5 separate regions of the Sus scrofa genome follow, and all the other regions are linked to region 1. Evidence: chromatin contacts called from public HiChIP or PLAC-seq and promoter capture Hi-C data. All regions are on one chromosome and are shown on one strand. The core of a region is the stretch at or near the end of the contact, and the rest is flanking DNA. Distances in the headings are between cores, read along the strand shown. Region 1 holds the start of GEMIN8 (gem nuclear organelle associated protein 8). Region 2 holds the start of TCEANC (transcription elongation factor A N-terminal and central domain-containing protein). Region 3 holds the start of RAB9A (RAB9A, member RAS oncogene family). Region 4 holds the start of OFD1 (oral-facial-digital syndrome 1 protein). Region 5 overlaps OFD1 (oral-facial-digital syndrome 1 protein).

Region 1 (2,803 bases), core at 196-2,695:
ACAAAATGGGGGACAGTCGGCCCTTCGTACCCAGTAATGCAGAATGAAGGGCCAACTGGAGTTCCAACAGTAACACAACTATTTCGTGAATTCTCCGACCTCTACTCTTTGGTTATTTGTTCATTTTTCCCTCCCTATCTATCCTTATCATCCCATCCTATCCTTAAATGTGGCATCCTAAAAACCAAAATAATCCTTCACCATCTGTAAAACACTTTTAGAATGAAAATTCTCTCTGGAGCTTTAGTTTATATCCTTTTCCAAGACAGCCACAAACACAGAGAAGATCTGTACACCTTACTGTAAACTTGCCTTCAGCTATGCCTATCCAAAGTTACTTACTAGCCAACAGTCTTTTAAAATACATGGTTTCTGTTCACAGTGCCACCCCAAAGAGACTGTTATTCCTATAAACTACATTAGTATCAACTGTACTTTTAAAGATTACTGCCACTCCACAATTCATGGGAACGCTGAAAGTAAGTAACTGCAGAAACGTTACTTGTGTTACTAATCTTGAGACTTTCAGGTAATGTTCTGACTTAAGGTCCAAAACAGCTGAATACAGAACCTAGCCTGTGAAACAACTTTAAAAATCATTCCTGAAAGAAATAAAATTCTTCAGAAACTTCTGATTTGTTCTAAGGGACTCTCAGGGTTTCAGAGCTAAAAGGTACTTTGTTGGCTACTGGTTCAACTCCACCTAACTACTAAGAAAGAAAAGTGGGAAAGGACACTCTCCACCACAAGTAAGGTGCAGAGAGGACCACAGGTGGCCAAATGCTCTCCAGATGACTTCCATCAAAACCTCTGACCTCCCACAGAGGTCAACGTGCAAGGGGAAAGAAAACAACAATTTTTGAGTAGATGGGGCCAATATTCTGGACATCCCTCTAAGGATGAAGCTGACCGGGGCGATCTTCTGATACAGGTCTGGGTGGGCAAAGTCTGATTTCACTTTCCAGACAGTGTAACGTAGCATTTCCCGGCACATTAAAATCGCCTGGGTAGCTTTAATAAAATTACCAATGCCTGAGCCCCACTTCGCGCAATTCAAATTTAACTTAACTGCGCATTTAAGTCATCCAGTGATTTTCGTGCATGGCAGAGCCAAGAGGCTCTGGAACCAGTTCCTTCTCACAATTAACCAACGATTTAGGGATCTCATGGGCCTGTGTCCACCTCTTGCCTCAGGATGATAATGACGACAACGTGACGGCCAAGCCCTCAGCTCTCCTGGCCTCAGAGAAAGCCAGGCTCAGAAGCCTGCAAGACCCTCCTTCATTCCCCAAATGAAACCCAGCCGCCCCCGAAGTCACCTCGAGGGCGCGTAAGTTGAGGATCCTGGGCGGTGGGCGAGCAGGGACCTACTTCCGGTGGGAAACTGAGGATGCGGGGAGCAGGAGAGGCTGTTGCCGGGGCGACTACACGTGGGCTTCCGGTAAGGGTGACGCGCCGCGCAGCGCCGGAAGTCCCGCCCCTCGATGTCAACGTCACGTCCTCGCCGCGTTCCGCGCCACGCCGGGGAACTGGCTGGGAATGAAGCTCCTCCCCTTGGGGCGGGGCGTCGGGATCGCCGGTGTAGGGTTTCGCCTCCAGATTGAGGCGCGCGGCTGTAGACCCTCCCCTGTGCTGGGGTCGGGCGTTAAGGCGGGAAGGTGAGGGTCGTTTCTGCGCGGCTGCGGTCCCCGCAGCAGTTCCGCGGCTTTTAGCTTTTCGCCCTTCTCTCAGTTTTCTCACCTTCGTTCCCTGGTGTTTACTTAGCCTTTCCCTTTTCAACTAAAAGGGAGGGTGTTCGTGGCCCCAGGGAGAGACGCCCAGCCATTGAAAATAGTCACCCAGATCAGAGTTTGAGTCCACTTCTAGCCCTTAGTTTATTAACTTCCTTAAGCCGCAGGTTCTCGCCCCGTAGAGGTGACTAATAGTGCAGAGTGGCTGGTGCCTGATAAACATAAATTAGTGCTTATTAGCATTTTTAAAAATCACAGTCATTATCAGCAATACCTGTTCTGTTAGCGTCGCAGAGGATCATTAATAACTAAGCATACTCCACTCAAAGACTGGCACATCCTTTCTGGGGCAATTTGGCAAAATGCTGCAAAAGCCCTAAAAGGGGGCATATTTTTATACTAGAATGTTCACTTCTGAGAATTTATTCCAAGGAAGAAAAAGACGTAAACCGGATGCTCATTGCAGAATTATTTGAAAAAGTGGAAAATAAAGTTATTATACTGAATACACTAATTAAAAAAAAGGAAACTATAAATAGAAACGAAACCAAATAGAGTTATGGAAACTTTGTGAACAAATTTCTATTTGACCAAAAAAAAAAAAAAAAAAAAAAAAAGATGCAGGTAACTGAAAAAAATGCCAAGAAACATGAAAAAAAAAAAAAAGTGGAGAGTGAAAACAACTTAGATTCCTAACATGAGTGGATAGCTTGAAATGTAGTCTGAATTGAGGCGGGCTGTAAGGGTATATTACACAGTGGATATTATAGAATTCGTTTGAGAAAAAGACTAGATCTCATTTTTAAATAGTGACAACATGTTAAGGAAGGACTGTTTAGGTTGGATAAAATATACAAATTGGGAGTTCTCTTGAGGCACAGTGGCTTGGGTTGCTGCTGTGGTGGTGGTTCAGTTCCTTGCCCAGGAACTTCCATAGGCCAAAAACCGTATTTTGTATAAAAATTAATTTTACCTTTTTCTTTTTACTTTATAAATGTGGCTACAAGAACATTAAACATTCTATATGGGGCATGCATTATATAATTATATATGTCTGTTGGACAATAGTAATT
Region 2 (2,803 bases), core at 163-2,662, 380 kb before region 1:
TGGCGTTGCTGCAGCTGTGGCGTAGGTCACAGCTCAGGCTCAGATTCAATTCCTGGCCCAAGAACTTCCATATGTTGCAGGTAATGCAGAAAAAGAAAAAAAAAAAAGGAAATACTAAGAGTTTTTATTACAAGGAAAAAACTTTTTTTGTTTTATTTCATGTTTATGTGAAATGATGTTTACTAGACATATTGGGGTAATCATTCCCTGATGTATGTAAGTCACATCGTTATGCTATACATGTTAAACTTACACAGTGCTGTATGTCAATTATATCTCAATAAAACTGGAAGGAAAAAGAGAAAAAGGAAAGCAAAGCTGTGGGATTTGCTCAAGCCTCAAGCTCCAGCCATAGCGCAGTCAAGCGGCAGGGGAGAGCCAACACACCTTATTTCAAGGCACTGGTGAGAAAAAAATAAGTTTCTTCTTACTTACACCCTACACAGCAGTAAATTAGATTAAAAGGTGTCTCGCTTTGTTCTTGTGACAGAAACTATTTTATAGGAATAGCCTTTTGAAACGAATCTTTTGAATTACATCTAGGATAAACCTGCAGTATTTCAACAGTTTTAAAATGGATTGTTGCTGCCACTTTACTAATCACAGCTTTTGTCTCAGTCGTGTCTTCCCTCCTAGGTAAGGTTTATCATATTGCTCACAGAGTCACTCTGCTTCCTAACAGCATCCAGTTCGGAGCAAAGCCCTGCTTCCTTGAACCTTCCTCTGATTAGCAGAGAAAGCTGCCACTTTGTCTAGTTCTATCATCACTCTGTCTTTATTGGATCCTTGCAGGGAAAGACTGTGTACAGGTGGGGCGTGCCGGATGCACAAGTCTACCTAATGGATGTCTTCTATTTTCATATCAACAGAGCCATGCGAGGGGTGCCCTAAGTACTGGTTGAATTTATCACTGCATGAAATATACTGATGATTCACATTTTTGTCCAGTTTTGTGAACATTTAGCTGAGCACCTTTTTTTTTTTTCTTTTTATGACTGCACCCGCAGGCATATGGAAGTTCTCAGGCTAGGAGGTCCAACTGGAGCTGCTACACCACAGCCACAGAAATGCCAGATCGCAGCCGTACCTGCGACCTTCACTGCAGCCTGGTGGCAACGCCAGATCTTTGACCAGATCCTTGACTGGTTAAGCCAGGTCAAGGATTGAAGCCACATCCTCATTAAGACACTATGTCGGGTTCTTAACCAGCCAAGCTACAAGGGGAACTTCTGAGCACCTCTTAAAGCAGGAACCGTACTTTATAGAGTAGCTCAACAAACTTGGCCGCTCAAAAGCGATAACGCGCGTAGTTTCCTTTCGCTCAAGCCCAGGGGCCGACTGTGGGCCCTGGCCACGTGACCTCCTAGAAGGCGGGGCGTCCCCTCGCCCACCGATCGCCCTGCGCAGGCGCCACTTCCCTAGTACGCATGCGCAGGGCGCTGGGTTCGTGCTCCCAGCCGGTGGGCTTGGATTGGGTGAGCCTCTGTGGTCCCGCCCCGGGACCTGGAAGTTCCCACTGGATGGGGGAGAGCTCCGAGGGCTCCCGGTCTGGACCGCACTTCTTGGTGAGCCCGGTTGTGGGTTGCTTGGTGTCTCTGCTCCTGCAGAAAGGCGGGCCTTGTTCCCAGAGTAAGCCTCCCCTTGCCCGGGGAGGCTCTCGGTGCCCTCAGGGACGGGGATGCCCCAAAGCGGCCTGTCTTCCCCTTCCAGCCGAGGTCTTCGGGATGGGCAGATCCCTGGGGGCCGCTGCTGCCTGTGTGCTGGATGCCAGGCTGTCATCCTTGGATGGCTTGTAGCAGCCCTCTTTTGTCGCGCCACCCCACCCACTGAAACCCGAACTTGGGCCAGAGTGGACCCTTGGCGCTGGTTCCTTCCCATCGCTGCACCTTTACTAGGGGTCGTCATAAAGTGAAAGAGCCCTAGCACAGTATTGTGTGACTTGAGAAACTGCAAGTCCTCTACCAACGTTTGGCATCGTTTCTCTCCATAGAGGAAGGGGCTCCCTGTGTAGCTAGAGAGGCGTATGTGGGTTATGGCCAGAAACTTAAAATTTCTCTTTAGACCTTAGACATAGAGATATAAACAGATCTTGGTTATTGCTCATTTGTTACTAGCTTTTGGAAATTTCTCTTTGCTCTTCTTCTCAGGGTTTAGGGTGGACATGTGCACTTTAACCATGTACCATCATGTCAGTTAATATTTACAAGCTTTTACATGCAGTCACTCAACAGATACCTAGGGCTTACTCTTGCTGGCACTGTATAAACTCTTTTTTTAATTTTTAAAGCAGGGCTCTAGAATCACTCTAATTGCCTATTCTGTTTCTTAGCATTATGTATTTATTTATTTTTGCCTGTGCCTCCAGGCACGTGATCCTGCACCACAGCAGTGACCCAAGCCGCTGCAGTGACAACATGGGATCTTTAACCTGCTGTGCCACAAGGGAACTCCTAAACTCTATTTTTGATATGTATTCAGAAGCGAGGGGTATAGGTGTATATCAGCATTGTCTATACTAGAGTATGTTCTAGAACTGTGTTGTTCAGTGCAGTAACGGCCAGCTCCTCAAGGCTATTGAGCTCCTAAAATGGACAGATTGAGATGTGCTTTGAGTGTAAAATAGTGAATTTGGGAGAATTAGTATGAAAAAGAGAATGTAAACTGTCTCAGTTTGTTTATACCAACCAGCATGTTGAAATGGCAATATATGGGGCTTCACTGGATTAAATAAAACGTGCTATTAATTTCACCTATTTTTTTTAACATGGCTACTAGAAAATTTTAAATTATATTTCTGTCTTGC
Region 3 (2,803 bases), core at 108-2,607, 340 kb before region 1:
TAGTGTCCAAGTCATAGTTACTTCAGGAAAAGTAATTTACCTTTTTCTTTCTTCAGGTGCAAATCATGGCTACACTCAGATATGTTTATATGCCTCACTCACATCTTGGAACAACCTGAGAATCACTTATAGCACCTTCTTAGGGCCCTTTTTTGAAAACTCTTAGATAAGTGAAGGTACAATAATTCCCTAAGTGTATCTGTTAATAGCTGGTTGGTATTAATGGTTGCAGAGATAAACTCTTATTCCATCATTCCTTAATGATTATGAGATATGATTTTCAGGTAGCATTTCCTTAGTGATCCTATGGATTGCTTGTTGCTATTTAGTCCAATGTATTTGACACTATGTATCTTTTTTCCCTTTGGAAAATTAAAACTCCAATGCTCTGATATATTTTATTGTGTAGTTTTAATTATGTCTTAAATAATGATAATATCTCTTCCTCCTCCCTATTTTCATTAGATCTGTATTTTATAAAGCTTTACTCATATTTCCTTGGGGAAATACCCTGCATGGATAAGTTTTTTTTCTATAAAAGAAAAATTCGTTTAAGCTCAAACTAGAACTCAGTCTGTATTACATGCCTCACTTTCACAAGTATTCTAAAATTGTCTTTTATACTTGTGACAGACTCTCTCAAATAGAACCTTTTTAGTGAAAAAACTAATTAGATTCATTACCTGAAAATGACTTCCTAAAGAGCTAGAGGTTAATGATCATGGGCCCAGCGAATAATAAAAGTGAGATCCTTCTCACTGTATGGGAAGGCTTGATTCCATACCTAGAATAAGGAATTAAGAAGAGCTTCCTCAATTCCTAATTTTCCCACTATTTCTTTATATTTAGAGAGGACAGAGGTAGTACTTTATCAACAGAAAGGAAATTTTTAATTTTAATTAACAAAATTCCTGTTACGCCACAATATCCCAGCTGTTTTCACTTTTCGTTTATTTGCTCATTTGTTTCTCATTGTAAGCACAGCATTCTGTGACCGTGTTTATGTGATCTCTTTATTTCCACTTTAGGTCAACTTTTGAAGAGAACTATTATTTCATGCTCACTCTCGCCGCCAGAACGCAGCCGGGGGACAGGAGGAATAGTCGACCCAAAGAAAACCCGTGATTTAGCTATAACAGACAGGCAGAGTGGGTGAGGGCGGGGCGGAGGCGACCTCGGGGCCCCGCCTCCTTTGAGCCTCCGCCCCCTTCTGTCCCCGACCCCGCCAACCAGGCCTTGCCCGGCCTCCCCGGGCCCCGCCTCTCCTTCACCGGGTTCCCCCGCCCCGCCCCGGCCCCGCCCATCAGGCCAGGCCCCGCCCCGGCCCGTCGCCATGTTGTTCCCTCTGTGCTGGACCAGAGCAACCGGAGTCGGACCTGGGCAGTGCAGCCGAGGTGGCCTGTCCGCCTTGTCGTCGACCGTCTCTGTTTCCTCATTACACCTGGACGGGGCGGCTCGGAGCTCCCGGGCGTCCTTCGTGTGGCCGCGAGGTGAGCGGGGCGCGGACTTCCCTCGGGGCCGGGGCCGCCTGCGCGGGCGTCAGGGTCTGAGCGGAGCCCGCGGGCCCCGAGTGCGGCCTGGGCCTCGGGATTTTGGGGCAGGGGGCGCGCGCGGCCTGCACGAGTCCCTCGCCTGCCCCGGGACGGGGCGGGGGAATGGCTCGTTGCCCCCTGCCGCCTATTGACTGACGTAGGTGGAAAGACGGGGTCGTACACCGACACACCCGGGAGAGGGACGGACACTCGCCCCAACACGCGGGGACGCACACACACGGGGAAAGAGATCAGTAAACACCTGAGGACACACCCGAACACCCAGGGAGAGGGGCCCATCCACACAAACCCACGGGGGGGGGGTGGGGAAGAGGCCACATGCCACCGCCGGGGACACACACACACACACAGAGCCACTCAGGCACCCGGGACAACACCCACAGCCCCCAACCTTCCCCACTCCCGCACGAGTCACAGAGGGAAAGCGGAGGCGCCCACGATTCGATATTGGCGACCTCTGACCTGCTTCCCAGGTGAACCTTTGCTAAGGTGTTAGGGCCCCTCGCGAGGGGAGTTGGGAATGTAAAGCCAAACCCTGGGGCTGGAGGCGGTTTGGGGCGTTATCGGATTCACACTCTGGCTAAGGTTTCGATATCATGTACCTTCCTTTCTTCCAACAAGGAGGCAAGATGACAATTGTAAGTGTTGACCAAATAGTTGTGGAGTCAGTTAGGTTTTCGGTGGGTTTTTTTGTTTGTTTGTTTTTTTCTCCTTTTCAAGCGATGACACATCCCGTGACCAGTGTTCTTTTGAGGAATGACCTCTGCGAGGTTCCAAATTGTCACGTGACCATACTCTTTATAGGATTTCGGTGGTCTGATAAAATCAGTACATTTCTGTTGCTTTTAAAAATTAATTGAAAAAAATTTTTTTGTCGTATTTGTCTTCCTGTCACTTGCATCGTTGTCATGGAAAATCCCTAAATTGCCTGTAGTCTCAAAAGCTACAGTGGAACAAAACCAGAGATGAAGGAAGCCCAGTGCTTTTCAGCAAGGGACTTTTAAGAAGACTTTCTTCGTTTCTCTTTTAAGAGCTTAGGTGGAAGTGATAGTACTTGTGTCGAACTCTCACTGTCAGTGCTTTGAATATTTTTGTGTGGACGTCGTAGTAAATTTCCTCCTCCTTTTTTTTTTTTTTTTTTTTGTCCTTTTATGGCCGTGCCCACACCATATAGAGGTTCCCAGGCTAGGGGTCGAATCCGAGCTACAGCTGCCAGCCTACGCCACAGCCACAGCAAAAAAGATCCAAGC
Region 4 (2,803 bases), core at 167-2,666, 310 kb before region 1:
TGGTGAACTCCAGAGATCTGAAGTGTGTTTCCTGGGCAAACAACGTTTCATAGAGAGAACCAGGGCACAGCTGGCACTTTTCACTCTGCAACTGGCAGAAAAGGCAGATAGGAGACTCTCCTGGCATGACGAGGTGAGTCAGACGGAAAAGGTTATTTGGGGCAGGGGCTGGCACACCACCGTCTGTGGGCCTATCTGGCCTGGGCCGTCCTCTCCCTGCCACTGTCATCTAAGGCTGCTTCTGCCCACAGCAGCAGAGGGGGGCCGTCACCCAGAGACCATCTGGCCCTTTACAGAACATGGTGGTCCCTGTTTTAAGGGAAAGATGAGAAAAAGTAAAACTGGACACAAAAGGCGAGAGCGATACAAAAGCTATGGGGAAGGAGGCGAACTGGCAATAATTCTCAAGCAAAAGTGAAGGGAGAGGGATGGGAGCTTGAAACTTAACAAGGTGCACAGTGACATCATCCATTCCTGCTGGAACAGGTTTCATAGCTGGAGTTTGCCAAGGGGAGGGCTTACTTTCTTCCAAACAAACACTGAAGCAGCAGCAGGGGAAAAAAATCCTGTAAGGAAATTATGTCTGCCCCTACACACATTTAAGAAGCTGCACAAGACAATATAGTATAAGGAAGATCGCTCCACACGCACACACACACACACCTAGACGCCTGGGAGAGAAGCCCCGGGCTCAGAAGCGCGGGAGCAGCCGCAGAAAGGGGGCTGCGGGCCATGCGGCATAAAGGCGCCACAGCAAGCTGCCCACGGTGTTACCCCACACGCAGCTGAAGAGCCAGGCAGGCAGCTCCGTCCCTCTGACGAGGAGAAGCTGGAAGGGGAAGTGGGGGAAAAGGAAGCCGAGTCTCAGGAAGGGACTGGGGCTTACAGGGCGGGGCGGGCGCCGAGCCGGGCCCCACGCTGGGCAGCGTGCTGTCTGGGAGGAGGGAGGCTTGCTCCCCGGCTCACCCTTCCCCTCGCTGAAACAGGGGCCCTCCCAGCATCTCCAGGGCCTCGAGGAGCGGGGGTCGCTGCAGAGCTGGCACTGGCCTAACCGGGAGCTGAGGCTTCGAAGAGGCTAGAACCGAGGATGTTTCCGCACGTGTGGCTGAGGCGACGCAGGGGAACAGCAAGGCGACGCTGCTCTTCACCGAGAAAGGGAGGAGGAAAGGGAAGGAAGAGGGAGGAAAAGGGACAGGCCGAGTTTGAAAATGCGGTGGAGCCAGAACAGCCGCCCCTCCCCAAGGGGCCCACACCCTGAACCCGGGAGCCTGTGCGGGCTGCTTTACCGGGCAAAGGGCTCAGGCCGCTCAGCAGCAGCCCGGCCAGCGGGCGGGGCGGAGCCGGGGCGGCGGGGCGGAGCTGGGGCGGCGGGGCGGGGCCCCGGGGCCTCCGCTGGGGCCTTAAAGGGAAAGGGGGCGGGCCCGCCCCGCGCGGGGCGGAGCTGTGGGAGGTGGCCCAGGGAGCGACGGCGAGGCCGGCTACAAAGACGGAGGAAGAGGCCGCGAGTCAAGGAACGCGGGAGGTTCGAGAAGCTGGAGAGGGCGAGAACACCCGTTCTCCTCAAGCGCCTCCGGAAAGGACTGCAGCCCAGTGAGACTCGGGTTGGACCTCTACGCTACAGAACGGTAAGCTGCTAATGTGTGTTGTTTTTAAGACACTGAACTTGTGGTAACTTGTTAAGGCCGTAGTAGCAAACTAACACCGTCAAGCTGCAAAATCTGCGGGTATAAGAAAAAGTAAGTACCAGCAGAAAAGTAGAAGGTGCGTCCTCCACAGAGTGGGGACACAAGGAGTTTGTTTACCATGGGACTCGGGTTTCAAGGCCCTGTGGAAAGAGGGGGTGTGGGAGGCTGGCAGTGGTACCCGGAGGTGAAGCCACTCAGAGCAATATGTGGGGTGAGTCTGAAGAGAACCGCCACTGTGCTTTTCCAGCAAGTATCCCCTCTACCCACAGCAGCTGAGCACATAAAAAGTGCTCAGAGCTCACAGAAGGGTGTGTGTGTGTGTGTGTCTGGAACGGAGTATGATGTTGGAATACAGGAAGGGGAATGGAGGAACGGGAGGCATGGGTGGGGGGCGGGGGTAAGGAATAATTGGCCTCTGTAAGGGAGAGAACCTTCTGGAAGCTTCAGTGCCGAGGCCCTTTAAGGCCCTCAGGGGCCTGATTGATGACACCTGTGTTCAAGTCACAAGCTACACCTTTGTGAGAAGGTGTTAAGGTTATTAAGGTGCCAATGAAGAAACCCTCCCTTCCAAGGGACAGCACTCCCACCTGTGGTGAAAACAGCAGTCTCTGGTGGATGGAGTGACAGCTACTTTCAAGAGAGGCAACTGAAGGACTCAACAAGGACTTGCCTGAGGTGGAAGAGCACGTGTGTAGGACGTAAGGAGGAGGGCCCTAACTAGTAAGGAGCAGAAAAAAGGACCGGGAAACTGAGGCTAGCACCAGAAGGGCAAAAGCCCGAAACGAGCTGACATCTGTGGAATAAATACGTTAAGAAAACAAAAGCCTTTCTAGGCTACAATCAGGAAAAAGCAAGGGAGAAGGTCGATTACCTCAAGCACCTGGTACCTAACGGCCAGAGGACACAGGTGTGCAGAATTGCAGTCTTCTCAAAGAATGATTTTCAGGAGTTCCCGTCGTGGCTCAGTGGTCATGAACCGGACTAGTATCCATGAGGACACAGGCCTCGCTCAGTGGGTTAAGGATTTGGCGTTGCCGTGAGCTGTGGTGTAGGTCACAGACACGGCTCGGAGGCTGTGTTGCTGTGGCTGTGGTGTAGGCCAGCAGCTGCCGCTCTGA
Region 5 (2,803 bases), core at 213-2,712, 270 kb before region 1:
GGTCTGGCCCAGGCTTCTCTGGAGTCACTGCCTTGCCCTGGGTCCCAGTGCACATGAAACCATGTATGTACCCTCCGAGAGCAGAGTCTCAGTTTCCCCTAGTCCTGTGGAGCTCCTATAATCTTTCTCCACTGCCCTGCAAAGCCAGCCGCTCTGGTGACACCTCCTCCTGATGTCAGACCCTCAGGCTAGGTAGCCTGACACGGGGATCAGAACTCGTATTCCTGTGAGAGCACTTTGTCTCATTGCACCTTCTTTGTCTTTGGATGTAAAATACCTTTTTTGGTCGGTTCTAGTCTTTTTAGTCGATGGGTGTTGAGTAGTTAGTTGTGATTTTGATGTTTTTGTGAGAGGAGGTGAGCTCAAGTCCTTCTCCGCCATCTCATCCCCTTCCTTTGTGATGTCCAAGCCGAAGACATAATAAACTTCCATGAAACTTAGGGAAGACTGACTGAAAGAGAGTGATGAATTGACAAGATCTGGGCAATCTTTTTCTTGCCTTGGTGCTTAATCTGGTCTCACTTGCTCATGAGATGCTTTGTGCAGAGGGACGGCATCTGCTTTCTGCCTGGACCCTGAGAGCCATTGGCAGATGCACAGATTGAATTGAAACTCAGCGCAATATTGACGGGTTTCGGTAGAGCATTCCGTCTCTGCCTCTGTATGGAAGAGGGTGGGGAGGCGGGCTTTCAAGTTAATTTGAGAATTAGAAAGGATTCTGTTACGTGGAGTATGATTTGAGAGTAGTAAAATAGGCATTTATATGCATTAATTGTGTTTTGAAATTTGTGAGTCAGAATTGCTCATAGTTCTTTTGATAGAATAAATTCAATATTGTGTGCATACAAAGCAAAGGAAGAACAATATGAAACCGCTTGAGCTACTTCTGTGAATTAAATGAGAAAACTCGGGGTTGGTAATGACCAGGCTTTTTTGCCCGCTTAGGCATAACTGAGCCATCTCCTGAGCTGGTGATTTTCCAGAAAGAATTAAAGAAAGCAGAAAATGCTATCATGCTTGAGCATAAGGAGTTTGAAACCCACAAGCAAGCTCTTCAAAAACAGCTGCAAAGCGAAGTGAGTATCTCTCCTCGGGCCCAGGGGTCAGGCCAGTCCGCTGCTTGGATGTGTGAACTTGATGCACACCACACCAGTGTAAATAAGAGTCTTTCTTACATCGGCGATCCCCCGAGATGCTAAAGGTCTCGTTTCCATCCGAGAGAATGCTCTAGTGATTGTGTGACTTGGTATTCGTAATAGTCGCGAAATCCAAAGGCAAGCAGACACAGCTAAAGACAAAATTCCCCAGGTCCTGATGCTGTTCACAGTAGCAGTGTCTCACTTCTCACCCCGTGCCTTGGAAATACTGCTTCCCTCTCTGGAGTTTGCCCAGGCCCTGGAGTAGCTGCTCGGATATGGGTGCAAGAGGAAGTGGACACTTGTGTGGTCTGTTGTTACTTTATAGGGATGTCATGGGTTATGGGCTGTAAAGCTGCTCAGAATTGACCAAGCAAACAAAGGGTGTAAGCCCAGTATGAGAACTGTTCCTTCGAAGTGAGCTGTGATGGGTTTCGAGTTGATTTCTTTCCCTTCTCTAAATCTCTGCAGATTGAGCATTCCGCCCAGCTGAAGGCCCAGATACTGGATTACGATGCTTCTGTCAAGAGGTTAACTATGCAGGTTACTGACTTAAAGTTGCAGCTTAAACAAACTGAGACAGGTTAGAGACATTTTTATCCTAAAAGTGTGTTGTGCATGAAACTTCTGACATTTGTGCAAATGTAAGGCTTATTACTCACTGAATTCATAGTAATTCTCATAGTAGGGAATAAGCTATAGAAACAGCTTCTCTCTTAGAAGTCAAACTGCCTGTCCATTTCAGGGGTAACAGTCAGGTCATCACTTAGAGTGACTTCTCACAGGTGCCCCACGCATGGGAGAGTTTCATTCCGCAAATAGGAAGGGTGTGGTGGTGATGCAGAGGTCCCCAAATTCACCCTGGACCTAGGCTTGCTTGCTTTCTGTCTTTTAAAATTTATTGAAGTATAATAGTTGATTTATAATGTTGTGTTAATATCTGCTGTACAGCGAAGTAGCTCAGTTTTACATACATATTCTTTCTCGTATTCTTTTCCATTGTGGATTATCACAGGGTATTAAATATTAAATCCCTGTTGCTGTACAGTAGGACCTGGTTGTTTATCCATCCCATATGTAATAGTTTGCCTCTGGACCTAGGGAGTTTCCTTTTTTATTTGTCATCCTGACAGTAAGATCAACCTACTCTTCAGTGGTGTTAGACACTCCTTGATAAACGCATACATCCGCTGGAAAGGCAGGGTGGCCTGGCAAAAAGAGCACTGCTGCTGGAATTGGAAAATTGGTTTTGGTCCCCAATTTTGAAGTTGGTTGTTGGGCCTCAGACATATTCCTTTTAACTTCCTTGGGCCTCCGTTTCCCCCTTTGTAGCAAGCATAATAATACCTCCCGGGCTGTGGAGGATGGAGGGGAAATGGGATGGGCTGCAGTACAGTGCCCAGTGCATATAAACCCTCGGGCAGTGGGCCCTGCTATCGTTTTATTCCTGGGTCTCCAGTGGATGGATGCTGCTGCCCCTCCTACTTCTCCCAGGTCTGCCACAGCCTGTATGCTTTGTTTAGCTGCTTTCACGCTCGGCTCAAGTTTCCCTGTGTTCATGGTTCTGAGCCTTCCTTGGTTCCCATTTGCACTTCTCCTCCTCAGGCCCTTGGCCCCTTGTCCCCACGCCACTTTGATTTCTGTCACTTTATCATCTCTGCTCTTTT

Evidence for each region. Promoter capture Hi-C pulls out the DNA fragments that hold promoters and counts their contacts. HiChIP or PLAC-seq counts read pairs in DNA pulled down with a chosen protein or histone mark.
Region 2: a contact with region 1 is called in a promoter capture Hi-C map of liver, with 12 times the contacts expected there. The contact joins the promoter of TCEANC here to the promoter of GEMIN8 in region 1. A contact is called at or near these places in 2 of 5 promoter capture datasets (fetal liver and liver), 12 of 47 Hi-C or Micro-C datasets (alveolar macrophages, blood, embryonic fibroblasts and 8 more) and 2 of 2 datasets of contacts at active chromatin or transcription factors (alveolar macrophages and skeletal muscle).
Region 3: a contact with region 1 is called in an H3K27ac HiChIP or PLAC-seq map of alveolar macrophages. The contact joins the promoter of RAB9A here to the promoter of GEMIN8 in region 1. A contact is called at or near these places in 2 of 5 promoter capture datasets (fetal liver and liver), 1 of 47 Hi-C or Micro-C datasets (heart right ventricle) and 1 of 2 datasets of contacts at active chromatin or transcription factors (alveolar macrophages).
Region 4: a contact with region 1 is called in an H3K27ac HiChIP or PLAC-seq map of alveolar macrophages. The contact joins the promoter of OFD1 here to the promoter of GEMIN8 in region 1. A contact is called at or near these places in 2 of 5 promoter capture datasets (fetal liver and fetal skeletal muscle), 2 of 47 Hi-C or Micro-C datasets (embryonic fibroblasts and skeletal muscle) and 1 of 2 datasets of contacts at active chromatin or transcription factors (alveolar macrophages).
Region 5: an H3K27ac HiChIP or PLAC-seq map of alveolar macrophages shows a contact between it and region 1. The contact joins the enhancer-like site here to the promoter of GEMIN8 in region 1. A contact is called at or near these places in 3 of 5 promoter capture datasets (fetal liver, fetal skeletal muscle and liver), 15 of 47 Hi-C or Micro-C datasets (alveolar macrophages, brain, embryonic fibroblasts and 9 more) and 2 of 2 datasets of contacts at active chromatin or transcription factors (alveolar macrophages and skeletal muscle).

Annotation. Positions count from the first base shown.
Region 1 is chrX:10,669,742-10,672,544 of Sscrofa11.1, forward strand. It overlaps GEMIN8 (gem nuclear organelle associated protein 8), which reads right to left and starts at 1,446. Exons shown (of 5, transcript NM_001244865.1): 1 at 1,320-1,446.
Region 2 is chrX:10,292,264-10,295,066 of Sscrofa11.1, forward strand. It overlaps TCEANC (transcription elongation factor A N-terminal and central domain-containing protein), which reads left to right and starts at 1,413. Exons shown (of 2, transcript XM_003134933.4): 1 at 1,413-1,565.
Region 3 is chrX:10,326,787-10,329,589 of Sscrofa11.1, forward strand. RAB9A (RAB9A, member RAS oncogene family) reads left to right here and starts at 1,358. Exons shown (of 6, transcript NM_001244747.1): 1 at 1,358-1,490.
Region 4 is chrX:10,359,987-10,362,789 of Sscrofa11.1, forward strand. OFD1 (oral-facial-digital syndrome 1 protein) reads left to right here and starts at 1,417. Exons shown (of 23, transcript XM_021079582.1): 1 at 1,417-1,625. All of the region lies in intron 1 of TRAPPC2 (trafficking protein particle complex 2), which reads right to left.
Region 5 is chrX:10,403,104-10,405,906 of Sscrofa11.1, forward strand. OFD1 (oral-facial-digital syndrome 1 protein) reads left to right here. Exons shown (of 23, transcript XM_021079582.1): 14 at 946-1,076; 15 at 1,608-1,719. Among named protein-coding and RNA genes, the nearest start is that of TRAPPC2, 38 kb to the left of the region's middle. Within about 2 kb of position 1,463, at least 1 of the 83 cell types and tissues checked has an H3K27ac peak or open chromatin away from gene starts, as enhancers often do. A contact at or near this core is called in alveolar macrophages, where this site is marked.